Linked DNA regions of Capra hircus: region 2 is linked to region 1. A link is a contact called in public Hi-C data. All regions are on one chromosome and are shown on one strand. The core of a region is the stretch at or near the end of the contact, and the rest is flanking DNA. Distances in the headings are between cores, read along the strand shown. Region 1 holds the start of UPK1A (uroplakin-1a). Region 2 holds the start of PRODH2 (probable proline dehydrogenase 2).

The links. A called contact is a pair of places that touch in the nucleus more often than the background predicts.
Region 2: a Hi-C map of blood shows a contact between it and region 1, with 2.3 times the contacts expected there. The contact joins the promoter of PRODH2 here to the promoter of UPK1A in region 1. A contact is called at or near these places in 3 of 5 Hi-C or Micro-C datasets (blood and liver).

Annotation. Positions count from the first base shown.
Region 1 is chr18:47,237,795-47,245,445 of ARS1.2, reverse strand. UPK1A (uroplakin-1a) reads right to left here and starts at 4,417. Exons shown (of 7, transcript XM_018063380.1): 1 at 4,330-4,417; 2 at 2,659-2,859; 3 at 1-53. The coding sequence starts at 4,413.
Region 2 is chr18:47,366,782-47,374,432 of ARS1.2, reverse strand. It overlaps PRODH2 (probable proline dehydrogenase 2), which reads left to right and starts at 4,082. Exons shown (of 10, transcript XM_018063368.1): 1 at 4,082-4,346; 2 at 4,425-4,621; 3 at 4,714-4,852; 4 at 4,934-5,020. The coding sequence starts at 4,173.

The sequences.
Region 1 (7,651 bases), core at 3,168-5,667:
GTGATGCAGGAGGCGCACTCAAAGATGTAGATGATGAGCATGAGTATCAGGTACTGCAGAGAGACGGAGGGAGGGACGGAGGCCAGTGCCATCAGGGCAGAGCCTGTGAGGGCCCACCCCTCAAGGGATGGGTCCATGGACAGAGGTGCAATGTTTTATCTTTTGTGGGTTTTTTTTGGCTGAGCCCTGCAGCTTGCAGGATGTTAGTTCCCTGACCAGGGATCGAACCAGGGGCCGGCAGTGAGGGCACCACTTCCTAACCATTGGACTGCCAGGGAATTCCCAGAAACGCAATTGTTTACAAAAGTATAGGACAATGTGAATGGAGGTCTTCCCTGGTGGCTCAGACGGTAAAGAAAATGCCTGCGATGCAGGAGACCTGGGTTCGATCCCTGGGCTGGGAAGATCCCCTGGAGAAGGGCATGGTAACCCACTTCAGTATTCTCACCTGGAGAATCCTCATGGACAGAGGAGCCTGGGGGCTACAGTCCATAGGGGGCCCAGAGTCTGACAAGACTGAGTGACTAAGCAGACACAACGTGAACGGAAATATCTACATGGTGGATACATACGTGCTGTCTGTGCAAACCTTTCACCCTTTCCGTATGTTTGAAAAGTTTTCAATAAAATGTTAGGAGGAAATGAAATTTAAAAATATGTAAGGTATTCCCTGAAGTTAACTATTAGCTTGGATGCAATCAAATGAATGTCTACTATAGAAAAGAAAAAAATAAAGACACTCCTGAGACATCAGGGACATCTGAACACAGGCTGGGTATTGGAAGATAGATAGGAAGGGAGTGGGGTAAATTTACAGGGTGTGCCCACGGTATAGTGGTTGTGCACCGCCCTCCCCCCCAAAGAAACCCTTTGGTGTTTAATGAAAATTATTTCTCTGACCCTCAGCTGTCCCCTCCCCTTACCCTTAAAGCAACAGAGGGTGGGGTACGGATGTGCCAACTTCACTGCCCAGACGAGATGCTGTGGGCCAGCACACCTGGCTGCTTTAAAACCATGTCCTTATCGCTCAGAGAAATGTACACTCAAGTATTGACAGGGAAGTGACTTGGTGTCTGGAATGCACTTCAAAATACCCCAGGAAAGAAAAATGTGGGCAGGCAGAGGGTGGGGTAGGGGGATGACGTGTGGGGGATATTGTTGAAACCAGGTGATAGGTCCACAAGGTTCATGGTGCCATTCACTCTAGTCTGTTTGAAATTTCTCACGATAATTAAAGAAAAATTCTGTGTCTCGATTAATGACAAACTCACAGGGGAGACACAGACTTTTTTTCTTTTACTAGTTGGGTGGACTTTTAGGACTGGAAAATTGTTGTGCCGGAGAACTAAATGCAGGAAAGAAGAATAAAAGGAAAGGCACGGAAAAGAGTGTTTTCCATGGCTCCATCTTACACATAGCGAAGCCAAAGTCCCTACCAAGGCCTGCAGGTCCACCGGCCAGGCCCACCTCCCCTTGCTCCCCTCATCGCCACGCCCATCCCCCAGTGTTCTCCTGCCCTGTCCGCCCTCAGGTCCTCTCACTACCTCCCCACAATTGGCTCCAGCCCCCACACACGTGGTTCACAGCCCCCTCCACTGCACCCTCCCCCAACCTCGCCTCTGCTTCACTTTACCTGCAAGTTCTCCACTCTCCCTTCCACAGCTCCAGCTCTTCCTTCCCTGGTCACTGTCTCCCCCATCACAGTAGCCCATAGCCAGGGCTTTTGTGGTTTGCTCACTAAATAACCCAGTGCCTAGCACAGGGCTTGGCACATGGTTCTTGCTCAATACACATTTGTGGATTAGGTAAGTAGCTGCTCCTGGGAATCTAAAAAGCCCTCAGATGGGGAGGAAGCCCCATGTTGGCTCTGGGTCAGTAGGGCTGGGATTGGAGTTCCGGCTTTCCCTATCATCTGGTCTGTGGGCCTCTTTGAGCCTCAGTTTCTTCATCTGGTAAATGGGTAGAGAAGCACTCACTTCAGAGGGCCGCTGGTTGGCTTGAAGGCGTTCACTTTCTAAACTGCTTAGCTTCATGTCAGGCCCATGAGAGGTACTTGGGGGAGTGTGGGTTATTGCTGTGGGCAGAGACTAAAAGCCCAGGATCAAGTGCTGATGGACTCAGGTTTAAATCCTGGCTCTGCCACTCACTTGCTGTGCCACCCCAGAGAAGTGGGTTCACTTGTCTGAGCCTCAGTATCAACTCTGTCAAATGGGCTCATGAGGATGAAGATGGAGATGATTATGGCACCTCATGACGGATGGTGAGGCGCAAATGAACTAATCTATGTAAACATGGAGCGCTCATTAAATGGCAGCTGTGCTATCCTTATTGTCATTGTCACCAACAGAGCTCACAAGTGCAGACCCTGGAGACCAACTAGCTGAGGTTCAAGTCCCAGTCCTGCTACTCAAGAGCCATCTTCCTGTGCAGCGCCTTTTCCTTGCCTCCTGTGGGCCCTAGTTTTCCCAGTAAGACGAGAGTAACAGCTGAGCCTAGGTTACTCGTCTATGGACAGATGAGATGACGTGATTGCCAGGAGGCCCCACTGCAGTGCCCCCGGGAAGGCGCACTCGAGGCTTCTGTGTGGTTGGCAATATGACTCTGTGAGGATGACCTCTGTGGCCAGCCTATGCCCATCCCTTCCTCCCGGGGCCTCACCGTGAGGACCATGGAGCGGCGGCGGCAGAGTGCTGCGCCCACACCGAAGCCGGCCGCCACGAAGAAGGCGAAGCCGCAGAAGATGGCGATCCAGGCGCCGGCGAAGACATCATCCTTGCCCGAGACGCCCATCAGTGGGTACACGCGGTACTGGTCGGCGGTCACCCATACCGTTTCCGCAAACAGGGCCAGGCCTGACAGCTGGACAGAACGGCCAGTCAGCAGGGGCTGGGCAGGCGCGGTTGGCTCACCTGCATGAGTCTCTGTGAGCAGGCGCCTTCCCCACTCTGAGCCTCTACTGCCCTCCTGGTAAAGTAGTAACAGTGACAAAGGTCCCCTTCCACGAGCAGGGATGAAGCTGGGCAGGGGACTGAGAGGGAAGGGAGGACCCAGCCAGACCCCTGAACCCCACCTCCACCCCAGCTGCTGAAGACTTCAAGGATATGAGGAGACACTACATGCAAAGCCTGGAGCTCATGGAGATGCTGGGTCTCCTGGAGAGAGTTGCTGTTCCCCGAGGAGAGGAGCCTGGCTGTGGCCAGAACAAATGACAAAGGCATTGACCCTTCAGTCCAGCCGTTCCACTCACGGGAATCGATCCTCCGGACACACCTGCCCATGCAGGAAAGCCGCACACCCACCAGGTTATTCCCTGCAGCACTGCAGGGAATTAAGGAGCCAGGGTGCCACACAACGGGGGGCTCTGCAGTTGTGGGCAGGGGTGGGGAGGCCGGCTGAGGCCTGGGGTGGAGGGGCCTACACACAATGGGAGCAGGAGGATGGGGGAGGCACAGGGCAGGATGCAGAATGAGCAAGAAAAGGGAGAAAACAGGTACAGAGTTTCTGTCTGCTTGTATCTGCTTCAAGGAATATTGGAGAAAATAAAAATCTGGTTACCTCTTGGGATGGGGAAACAGGCAAGAGGAAGACTGCTCGGTGGTACCTTTGCCAACAGTCAGACCAAGGTTCACAGAGTATTTACTGTGTGCACTGATCCCCAGAACTGCTTCCCATGTGATAATCACCATTGTTACCAGCTGTCCTATACTACTGTTGTGATGGCCCGTACCAGTAGCAACATGTGTGCCAGGCTCTGGCCTAAGCACAGATCCGGTAACTCATCTGATCCTCTCAGCATTCCTATTTTATCTCCATCTTACAGATGAGAACGCTAAGGCCTGGAGAGATTACATCACTGGCCCCAGATCCCAGAGTAGCAGGTGATAAAGCTGAGGTTGAACCCAGGCTGTCTGGCTCCACGTGCAGGTATCAGATAACTACAAGACATTGCTGTTACTCATTGCTATGGGCCTCCTGCGCACCCAGCAGGCACATTATGTCCAAAATCATGTTGATGATGACAGCTGGCACTTGTCAAGCACTTTTTCTGATCTGAGGACCATTACTCTGAGGATTAATCGACTCAACAGTGCCCACAGTGAAGACATAATCTATAGATGGGGAAGCAGGCACAGAGAACTCAAGTTGTTTGCTCAAGTTCACACAGCTGGGGAGAGGCAGAGCTGGGATCCAAATCAGGACCCTTCTGACTTGAGAAGCCAGGAGACACGGGCCATTAAGTGGGTCCTGGGCTCTCAGCCGCACCGCGCCCAGGTTCAGGACGACTCCCTCCTCCTCACCTGCCCACTGGGCTCCCAGTGGATGTCTTACCAGAATAATGATGTTGCCCACGACCAGCAGACCCACCACAACTGGAGACCCCTTCTCTGTCGTTGCTGCTGCCACAGAAGCCATAGTCCTGCCTGGGACACATGAGCAGGGATGAGGCTGGGGAGAGGCTAGGAGAGGAGGGTGGGCCTTGCTGGGCAGGACCCACTGCCCCCATTCCACATCCCAGCTGCCAGGTTCTGCTCCCACCTCTCTGCCGGGCCCAGGCTGGTATCCAGTGTGCCCATAACCCTGGCAGTGGGCCATTTTACAGAAGAGGAGGGACTTCCTTGGCAGCCCAGTGGTTAGGACTCTGCGCCCCCACTACAGGGGATGTGGGTTCAATCCCTGGTTGGGGATCTAAGATTCTGCAAGCCGTGGAGCGTGCCATCCCCACCCTCGCAAAAAAAAAAAAAAGAAACCAAGGCTGGGATGGGGCAGTCACTGGGCAGAGCTCAGGGCTGGCCTCCGCATCCAGACCCGCAGGGCCCCCTCCTCACCTTCTCTGCCTGTAGCCTCTCTGGCCAGCCCCTCCCACAGTGGCTCCCTATATACGCCCAGGCCCCTCCTTAGGCCAGTTTCCTGGAGGGGGGAGGGTGTCTGGAGGAGGGGATAGAGGTCAAGCGCGCAGACAAGTATGGGAGAACAGCTTTATGAACCCCTTCCCCCACCCCGCCCCCTGCCAGTGATTTATAGACCTGAAATTCCAGATTATGCTGGCCACATGGGCAGGGTGACATGCGGCGGCCTCTGCTTCTCAGTCCGTTGTGGGGGTGGGGATGGGGACAGGGTGGGGAGGGCGAGTATACCACCTGACTTCTCTCCGCAGGACTAGAGCCTCCCTGGAAGGGGGAGAGATTCAAATGAAATCCACACGCGAGTTCGGAATCCCAGAACTGCCTCCGCGGCTAGGGGCTCCACCTCTCCAGGGCAGTGACCCCGGCCCGCTAGGGCTGCTGGACGAGGCCGGGAGGAGGGAGGAGATGAGGCAAGTGGGAGGGATGCTCCCCTCTGGGGCCGAGGGAGAGTTTGGAAGATTGTGTGTGACGGGATTTTGAGATGAGTGTTCAACGAGCAGGCGGGGAGAGGAGTGTGCAAGAAAAAGGGAAGGCATACTGAATGGACTTCGTTGGATCCCCCCCTCCCCCGGCCCCGCGCCCCATCACCACACACTCTCGCTGACAAAGCAAGGTCACAGCGAGGAGGAGCCATGTTTGGAATTGTCTTCAGTCTGCGGAATGAAAGACCTAGGTTCTGATCCCAGTTCCGCCTACTCCGTGCCGCGCGACCTGGCGTGTGCATTTGCTCATCTGCAGAATGGGTACCATCATATCGCTTTCCTGGGAGGCGGTGGGAACTGAGGGCTGGGATGTCTGCAAAGGAAGTCTTCCCGCCAGTGTGCAGCGGGCGAAGGTGCCTCACCAGCCGCGTTCCAGAGAAGCCCGCGGTCTCTGCCGCCCGATGGCGCCCCCCAGTGGCACACAGGCCCATTCCGCAGGCGAAAGTGGTGGCCTGGACTCGGTCCTCCAGAACTTCTCAATCCCGAGAGCTGGAGCGTTTGCTGGATTTTCTCTCTGGGTTTTGGTTTCCCCGGTGTGTGAAAAATGGGCAAACAAACGCGACTTAAAATCCCATCATCAAGATATTGGCTTGGTGGAACTGTCCTGGTGGTAAAGAATCCACGGCCTTCAATGCAGGGGGTTCAGCTTGCATCTCGGGGTGGCGCTAGTGGTAAAGAATCCGCCTGCCAGTGCAGGAGATGTAAGAACCGCTGGTTCGATTCCTGCGTCAGGAAAACCCTCCGCAGGAGGTCATGGCAACCTATTCCAGTATTCTTGCCTAGAAAATGCATGCCATGGACAGAGGAACCTGGCGGCCTACAGCCCATGGGGTCGCAAAGTCAGAAAGGACTGAAGGGACTTAGCGCGCGTGCACGTAGAACTAAGACCTCACAAGCGCGGCGGGCGGAAAAAAAAAAAAAGATACTAGCTTAGTAATAAGACTCAAGAGATGTTTTCCAGCTAAAACGGATAATGTGATTTTTAGTCAATCCACTTCACATTTAAAATAGTTTTCACTGATGACTTACATCTCTATTAAGGACTAAGGAGAACGTTAAAATAATAATGTATCAGTTCAGTTCAGTTCAGTTGCTCAGTCGTGTCCGACTCTGCGACCCCATGAATCGCAGCACGCCAGGCCTTCCTGTCCATCACCAACTTCCGGAGTTCACTCAAACTCACGTCCAGCGAGTCGGCGATGCCATCCAGCCATCTCATTCTCTGTCGGCCCCTTCTCCTCCTGCCCCTAATCCCTCCCAGCATCAGAGTCTTTTCCAATGAGTCACCTCTTCGCATGAGGAGGCCAAAGTACTGGAGCTTCAGCTTTAGCATCATTCCTTCCAAAGAACACCCAGGGCTGATGTCCTTTAGAATGGACTGGTTGGATCTCCTTGCAGTCCAAGGGATTCTCAAGAGTCTTCTCCAACACCTGTCAAATACAATTTATAAGTTTTAGCTAAAATAACTTGCAAAATAATAGGGCCATGCTGATAATATGAAATAGTTCATAACTATAAGTAATTGGATGTTATATAAAAAGTCTAATAAAAACAAAAAGTTGTTGTCAGTGGGGGCGTTAATATGTTACCTGTCATAAAAGGGATCTATTTTCTTCTGAAACAAGAACCCAGTGTATTTTGATGTCAAAGTTGAATTTTCACTATTCTTTCTTATTATTATATAAGCTAGTCTTCAAAGCAAGAAGATTTGAAGTGCTAATTACTCAGATGTTCAGAGTGCTGATGATAAAAACCACAATGCCAAGATCTTCTTAAGATGACATATACCTACATGTGATCCAGCCTTTTGTCCATGGGAATTCCCCCACTTCCATCTACTGGATGCTGTGAATGTATTCCACATTGGAAACCACCCAAATGCCCCTTAACAGGAGGTTAGATAAGTCCATGATGGTACATGCATACACCAGATACTATTCAACAGCAAGAGGGAATGAATTTTGGATACATGCCACCACAGGGATACATCTCAAAAACATTACTCTAAATGAAAAAAGCCACACTTGAAAGACTACCACTATATGATTCTAGACAGGAAGTTCTAGAACAGGCAAAAGCAATAGAGTGATAAAAGTCAGGGAGTGGTTACCCTTGGGATGTGACTGTAGGGGACAGGAAAGGGACTTCTCTTTCTGAATCTGGACACCAGTTACGCAAGTGTGTTCAGACTGAAAATTCATCAAGCAGTACCCTCACGATAAGTGCACTTTTCTGTTTTTTTATTTTTATTTTTATTTTTTTTTA
Region 2 (7,651 bases), core at 2,833-5,332, 130 kb before region 1:
TTTCTCTGTATTATACAACATTAAATTTTTTACAGTATATCTCATAGATGGTATGATTTTTCTGATGTGGTGAACAACCCTTGCTACCATTCTGAAGAAATACTAAATTATATTTGTCATTCTATTTATGATACTGTTTCATTTCAGAAAAAGTATACTTTAAACCACCCCCCCAAATATGCATACATGTGTATTTGTGTTATATTAATTTTAGATAATTATAAACTTTTCTTTGTACCCATATGAATGCTTTTAAAGATATTTTCAAGTTGTTGAGGATGCAGACGCAGTGTTCAGCCTGCCTTGACCCTGGCTTCTCAATGTCTGTTGTTGTTCAGTGGATAAGTCGCGTCTGACTCCTTGCAACCCCATGAACTGCAGCATGCCAGGCTTCCCTGTCCTTCATCACCTCCTGGAACTTGCTCAAACTCATGTCCACTGAGTCAATGATGCCATCCAACTATCTCATCCTCTGTAGCTCCCTTCTCCTCCTGCCCTCAATCTTTCTTAGCATTAGGGTCTTTCCCAATGAGTTAGTTCTTCACATCAGGTGGCCAAATTATTGCAGCTTCAGCTTCAGCATCAGTCCTTCCAATGAATATTCAGGGTTGATTTCCTTTAGGACGGACTGATCTCCTTGCTGTCCAAGGTACTCTCAAGAGTCTTCTCCAACACCACAATTTGAAAGCATTAATTCTGAAAGCATTAATTCCGCGCTCAGCCTACCGCAGCACCCTCCATAATGCGGCAACCAGGAACGTTCAGGCAATTTCCCGAAACTCCCACCAGGGGGCAGTACCGGCCCGTTTGAGAAGAATCAATATACCAGATTGGTTGTGTATTGGGATCTGGAGCTCAGTGTGTGTGTCGTGGAAGAGAATGTCCTCTGCATGTTGTGGTCACTGCGGCCCAATATTAAAGGCGAAGTAGCTGTGTAGGGCATTGAGATGTAGAGGACCGCAGGAACACAGTGTGGGAAGGGATTTTCCTAAAATTGAGGCTGGAGAATAACAGGGAGTGGTAGGAGTTGAGGTTGGTGAGATGGGCAAAGATATATTATGAAGGATTGTAGTTTATCCTCTGGGTGATAGGAAGCCACTGAACAGTTGAAACAACAACAGATGAACAGCATTTATGAGTTGTTTCTACATGCCAGTCTCTTCTAAGTATTCTCTCCCTGAACCATCAGAATCACTCACGAGCTCAGTTGTTCTGTCATCCAGGGTTTATTCACCCTTTTCCTGGTGATATGCAGTCTTCTTTTGGGAAGCATCAGTCAGTGCCCAGGTCCCCTACTTCGGATATATTTTGTACCAAGCCCCGACACTACCTGGAGCTCCACTACTAGGCATAGCTCTCAGAACTGGCCAACCAGAGTGTCTAATTTTCCAAGCCCAGTGATTGGCTTAGGGTTCACCAGGTGGCCCAGTCAGAGCCAATGAGAGGACTCTGAGGACTGGCCTCCCACTTAGAACTCTTGCCCCGCCTCTGAGCTAATATTAAAGCTTCTTTCACTCTCACCCCGAAGTCACCCACAGAAGGACAATCTGGGAGCTTCACTTAAGCTCTTCCAAGGCTACTGGAAGCTTCTGTCTTAGGACAGACCTCAAGGTTAACTACAGATGAGACTTCCCATTTCTCATCCCTCTTGCTCAATAACCCTAAAGAATTCACCCTTAGTTCTGGATTGCCCCATCTTGGGACAGTCTGTACTTTTCACATACGTAAATATCAACATCAGAGGGATAATCTCATCACCATACCCCAGTGCACCCCCCACATCTCTACCCTGGGAGAACTAAATTCTCCTGATTGGTTAACACAATGTCAGAAGTCAGAAAGTGGGTTTTATTTCTCCTGCCAACAGGAAATTCCTCCTATTTCCAAAATAGGAAATAGAAGACAACCGCACACATCACTAGTTAAACTTAAGTGTGGCTCACCTATGCCTAATTTGAGAAAGGAGCAAATTATTTCTCTGTTCAATAATCTCCTTCTATCACCATTAACCTTTGTGATCCACAAATGAAAGCAGCTGATCTGCTGTTTGGTCCTATCTCCTTAAGAATAAGCAAGGGGGTCGGGGGGCGGGGGGGGGGGGGAAGTAAGACCTGCCAGCTGAGAAATAAAAAACAATATCTTCTCTAGGGACTTCCCTGTGATCCAGTGGTTAAAAATCCCCCTGCCTATGCAGGGCACACGAGTTCGGTCCCTGGTCCAGTAAGATCCCACTTGCCGTGGAGCTGCTAAACCCGTGCACCACAGCTACTGAGCCTGTGCTCCGGGACTTGTGAGCCACAACTACGGAAGCCCACACGCCCTAGAGCCCGTGCTCTGCAATGAGAGAAGCCCATGGAAGGAAGAGCAGCCCCTGCTCGCTGACTAGAGAAAAGCCTAGGCAGCACCAAAGACCCAGCACAGCCAAAAATAAATAAAATAAACAACATGAAAGAATCCTGTTACCCTTAAAAGGGTATAAAGAGAATATTATGACAACTCTGTGCCAAGGGCTTTGACAAGTTAGATGAAATGCCAATTCCTTGAAAAATACATAGATATACATATAAGAGCTAACCCAAGATGCAACAGAAAATATGAATAGCCCTATGTTTATTAAAGAAATTGAACTTATTATTAAAATCCTTCCCACAAAGAAAGCTCCAGGACCAGATGGCTTCACTGGTGAAATCTACGAAAGATTAAAGGAAGAAATAACATAGAAGCTTTCAAATTTGACATATAGTTTTATGTGCTGAGATGAGCATAATCCTTCAAAATACATTAAGTAAAAAAAAAGTCAATGTGCAAAGGGACAAATAATATTTTCTCATTTATATATAAAAAGGAGTTATATAGGTGCATTTTTATGCACAAACTATCCTCTCCAAGGATGCCTCATTGCCTTGGAGGCATGAAATTGAGGGACTGAAATTGAGAAGTTGGAGAAAGACTGTTTCACTTCATTTCCTTTTGTGCTATTTCAATTTTAAAATAATTTTAAAAACTGTACATGTAACTAAAAAAAAGTTTAAGGACTTTGCTGGTGGTCCAGTGGCTAAGACTTCGCCCTCCCAATGCAGGAGGCCTGGGTTCCATCCTCGGTCAGGGAACTGGATCCCACATGCCACAGCTAAAGGTCCCAAGGGCTGCAACTAAGACCCGACACAGCCAGATAAATACTAAGCAAACTTCCCCACTTTAATCTTGAGAGTGGGTGGGAGGGAAAATAAGAATATATTTTAAAACCCTTATAATATGAACAACTGTGAATCATTATCAGGTTATGAAAAAAGGGCACAGAAGTCCCCATGAGACCCCACCCGGTTACAGCTCCCCTGATCCCTTTCTGATGTTTGTGATAATGATTTCCTTGCTTGTCTTTTCTTTATAGTTTTACCACCCATGTACGCACCCATCCCCCCACACACTATGTTGCCATTTCATTATCCCTGCTTTCAAGTTTATTGACTAGAATAAGACAGCATGTCCTGTTTGGAGTCTGGGTCCTCTCACACAACATTGTGAGGCTCATCCGTGTGGCTGTACGCATCAGTAGTTTATCCTTTTTTCACTGCTGTATAGTAGTCTGTCATATGAATCTACCACAGTGCGTTTCTCCATTCTCGAGCTGATGGACATTTGGGTAGCTTCCATTTCGGGCTACTGAAAAAAATACTGTTGTGAACATTTCTTCCTGTACATGTTTCCGGAGGTCCATGTTCAGGTTCTCTAGGATATATACTTAATATAGAACAGATAGATTAAAGATTATGTGTATTTGCAAACTACACTCTCTCCCACTTTAAGATGAAGCAGTTGCAACAAGAGATGTTTAATAACTTTCTCAAGATCACAAAGCCACACTGCCTGGCTCCCAGAGCTGACTTAATACCCACTGGCATATGATGGGTGCCTAATAATTGTGAGCTGTTACGCTGAGGGTTATTGAGGTTTTGAGGGGGGCTTTCCTTTCCTGTCCCCATTATTCTGAACTATGTCCCTATAAGTTAATAATTAACTGCCCCTCAAGGAGTCTGTGATCCTAAAGATTTGCCTTTCCCTGGCTACTGTCTGGTTAATCAGTCACTGTCGCTGGCCGGGCAAGGGGCATTGGGTAGACCAGCTGCCTCCAAAGCCCCCTGATCCAGTGTGGAAGTGGTGAAGGGTTCCTGATGCTCCGGATTTGTCGTGTGCTCTGCTCCCGAGCTGGCCCCTCCCCGGGGGGCTGGCAGCCCCTCAGCTTTGATGGTGGGGCCTTCCACCTCAAGGGCACGGGAGAACTGACCCGGGCTTTGCTGGTGCTACGGCTGTGTGCCTGGCCGCCTCTGGTCACCCACGGCCTGGCGGTGAGCAGCGATCCCCGGGGAACTAGCCTAGGAAGTTCCCGGGACCTGGTTCTGAGCCCCTGCTCCCTGTCACCCCAGCTCCAAGCCTGGTCTCAGCGACTCCTGGGCTCCCGGCTCTCGGGTGCGCTTCTCCGAGCATCCATCTACGGGCAGTTTGTGGCTGGTGAGACTGCCGAGGAGGTGAGGGGCTGTGTCCTACAGCTCCAGAACCTAGGACTGCGGCCTCTGCTGGCAGTGCCCACTGAGGAGGAGCCAGACTCGGCTGTCAAGACGGGGTGAGTTAGGGGGGCCCGGACCCAGGGAGGCTGGGAAGCTGGTGGGAAGGGGGCTAGTGGGCTCCCAGCCCTGATGCCTGCCGGCTGGGCAGCGAGGCCTGGTATGAAGGGAACCTCAGCGCGATGCTGCGATGCGTGGACCTGTCACGAGGCCTCCTGGAGACCCCTGACCCGACGGGAACCGCCCTGATGCAGCTGAAGATGACGGCGCTGATGAGCACTCGGCTCTGTGTAAGGGACGGGCCGGGTGGGAGGGCAGGGGCGGCTGCCCACCGGGTCCCCCTCACCGCCCCATCCATCATCCCATTCCAGAAGCAGCTCACCTCGTGGGTCCGAAGGCCAGGGGATTCTTTGGAGCTGAGCCCTGAGAGGCTGGCAGAAGCCATGGACTCTGGACAGGTAAGGACCACAGGCTGGGGGAGAGGAATGGTTGGTGGGGAGTGCAGAGGCGGCAGACACCTGCCAGCGCAATGTTCTAAATATTTAACTATCTCTACTTCCCAGGCTTAGAACTAACAGAATAAATGGGGTTACTGCCCTGGGGCATGGCTGGAGAGTAACCGGAATACGGGTCACCTGGGGATTCTAGGCTAGGGGCCTGGGAGCTGGGAGCTCTTGTAGGATCAATTAAGACAGTAGCTCTTTACCAATAAAAAAGTAACCAATATTTTTTCAATCAACTCGGCTATGCTAGTGTGTGCTAACTAGCTAGGAGCTATGATTAGACCGGCGGGGTTGTGGTTCATTCATTCACTCATTCGTGCTCTCATTTACTCTTTATTTCCGCATCTTATTTCTACCTTCCCCACCATCAGCAATCACTTCACCTTGTATAATATACGTCTCTTTGTTACCATGATGTGGTTTTGCCAAATATATGGTATTTGGGGGCATATTTTTCCAACATTTTATTATGAAAATTTTCAAACATACAGAAAAATCATAAGTATTTTATGGTGAACACCTGCCATTGTTAACATTTAACTACTGTTGCTTTAAAATCATATCCATTCCTCTATCCATCCACCCACCCATCTTATTTTCTGATGCATTTCAAAGTAATTTGTAGATATCAGCACGCTTCTCCCCCAAATGCTTCAGAACGCATATCACCAACTAGAGCTCAGCAGTCATTTCTTTTCAGGTAAAATTTATATACAGTGAGATGCATACATTGTAAATGTACCTTTTGATGAGTTTTGACAAATACACATTGGAGCTACTATAATCCCTATCAATGTACAGAACATTTCCATCCCTGCAGAAAGTCCCTTTGAGCCCTTCTCCATCAATCTGGGGGTTGGGTATAGTTTTAAATATCTACAAGTAACATTCATCATTATGTTGAAAAAGACTCTGATACTGGGAAAGATTGAGAGCAGGAGGAGAAGGAGGTGGCAGAGGATGAGGTGGTTAGACAGCATCAACTCAGTGAACATGAGTTTGAGGAAACTCCTGGAGATAGTGAAGGGCAGAGACGCCTGGCACACCACAGTCTATGGGGTCATAAAGAGTCAGACACGACTTTACGACTAAACAACATTATGTTATCTGTTGCGTTCTGTTTTTTATGTTTTTCCACTGAGCACTCTGATTTTTAGATCCCTCCAAGCATCTCTGTATACACCTAATCCATTGTGTTTTTTAAATTACTTATTTCTTTTTGGCTGTCCTGGGTCTCCATTGCTGTGCTCGGACATTCTCTAGTTGGGGAGAGTGGGGGATACTCTGATTGTGGTGCGTGGGATTCCTCACTGCGGTGGCTTCTCTTGGTGCGGAGCACAGGTTCTGGGGTGCCCGGGCTTCAGTAGTTGTGGTGCTTGGGCTTAGTTGCTCCAAGTCATGTGGAGTTTTCCCAGACCAGGAATCAAACCCACATCCGCTGCATTGGCAGGCAGATTCTTAACCCCTGAACCACAAGGGAAGTCCTAATCCATTGTTTCTAATTTGGGCTTCTGGCCGCCTGGTTTACCTCTCCTGGGATGGGCACCCAGGTGGCCTCTGAGTCTCCATCACTGCCAAATAACACTACCTGGGACCTGCTGATGTTTATTTTTTAATTTGTAATTTTTTTTAATGCATCACAGAACACATAGAAGCAGTGCTTAAAGGATCAGCTTTGGAGCGTAACAAGCTTCACCCCTTCATGAGCTTTCCACTCGCACGTGGCAATGGTAGTAATTTCTTCCCAGGGCAGTTTTCAGGACTAAAACCCTTGCCAGGCTGGCATCTTCACCATGGCAAAGGGGCCCGCTTCCTTCTGTGTCCCTCACTTCCCTTGTCTTCCCCAATACCATCAGACCTGGTGTTCCTCAGTTTCCATCTCTCCCGGCTCATCCTCAGTCTTTGTTAAGTTTACTCTGCCTGAAACTCAAATATGGAGGTTCCCCAGGGTGAGGCCCAGGCTTGCTCCTCACTCCCCTCAAAGGGCCTTCTCACCCACCCCTTCAGCCTCAGTTTCCCTGCTTTGCACTAATGATGCCCACCTTTCTGTCTCCAGGCCCAGCCTTTCCCCTGACCCTCCCTCTGCACCAAACTTCCCCTTGGGGGTCCCCCAGACCTCACACCCACGGGGTCCCACACTGGCCTGTGTCTCCCTAAAGCTGTCCCTTCCTGTTCCCATGTCAGAGCCTCCCTGCCATCCCCACCCCAGATCCCAGCCCCCACCCATCCTTGGTCTTCACAGTCAGCATGATTTCTGACTGTCTTGTTCACGGCCTTGTCCCAGGCCCTGGCACCTAGACAGGATGTGATAAACATGTCAAGCGAATGAATAAATGAATGAAGCAAGTGAGTTTGGAACAACATATTAATGGTGGAGAACGTACCGACCACTCACAACGTGCCGTGCGCTGTCCTAACGGCTTTACATCCATTTGAGGGAAGCATTTCCTCTCTGCCTGCGGGTGGGTGTACATGGTGACGGTTAAGTACTCAGGCTCTGGAGAAGCTGAGGTTTAAATCCTAGGTCGAGCTGTGTGACTTTAGATGAGCAATGTCACCTCTCTGTGCCTTGACCTCTGCTTCCCC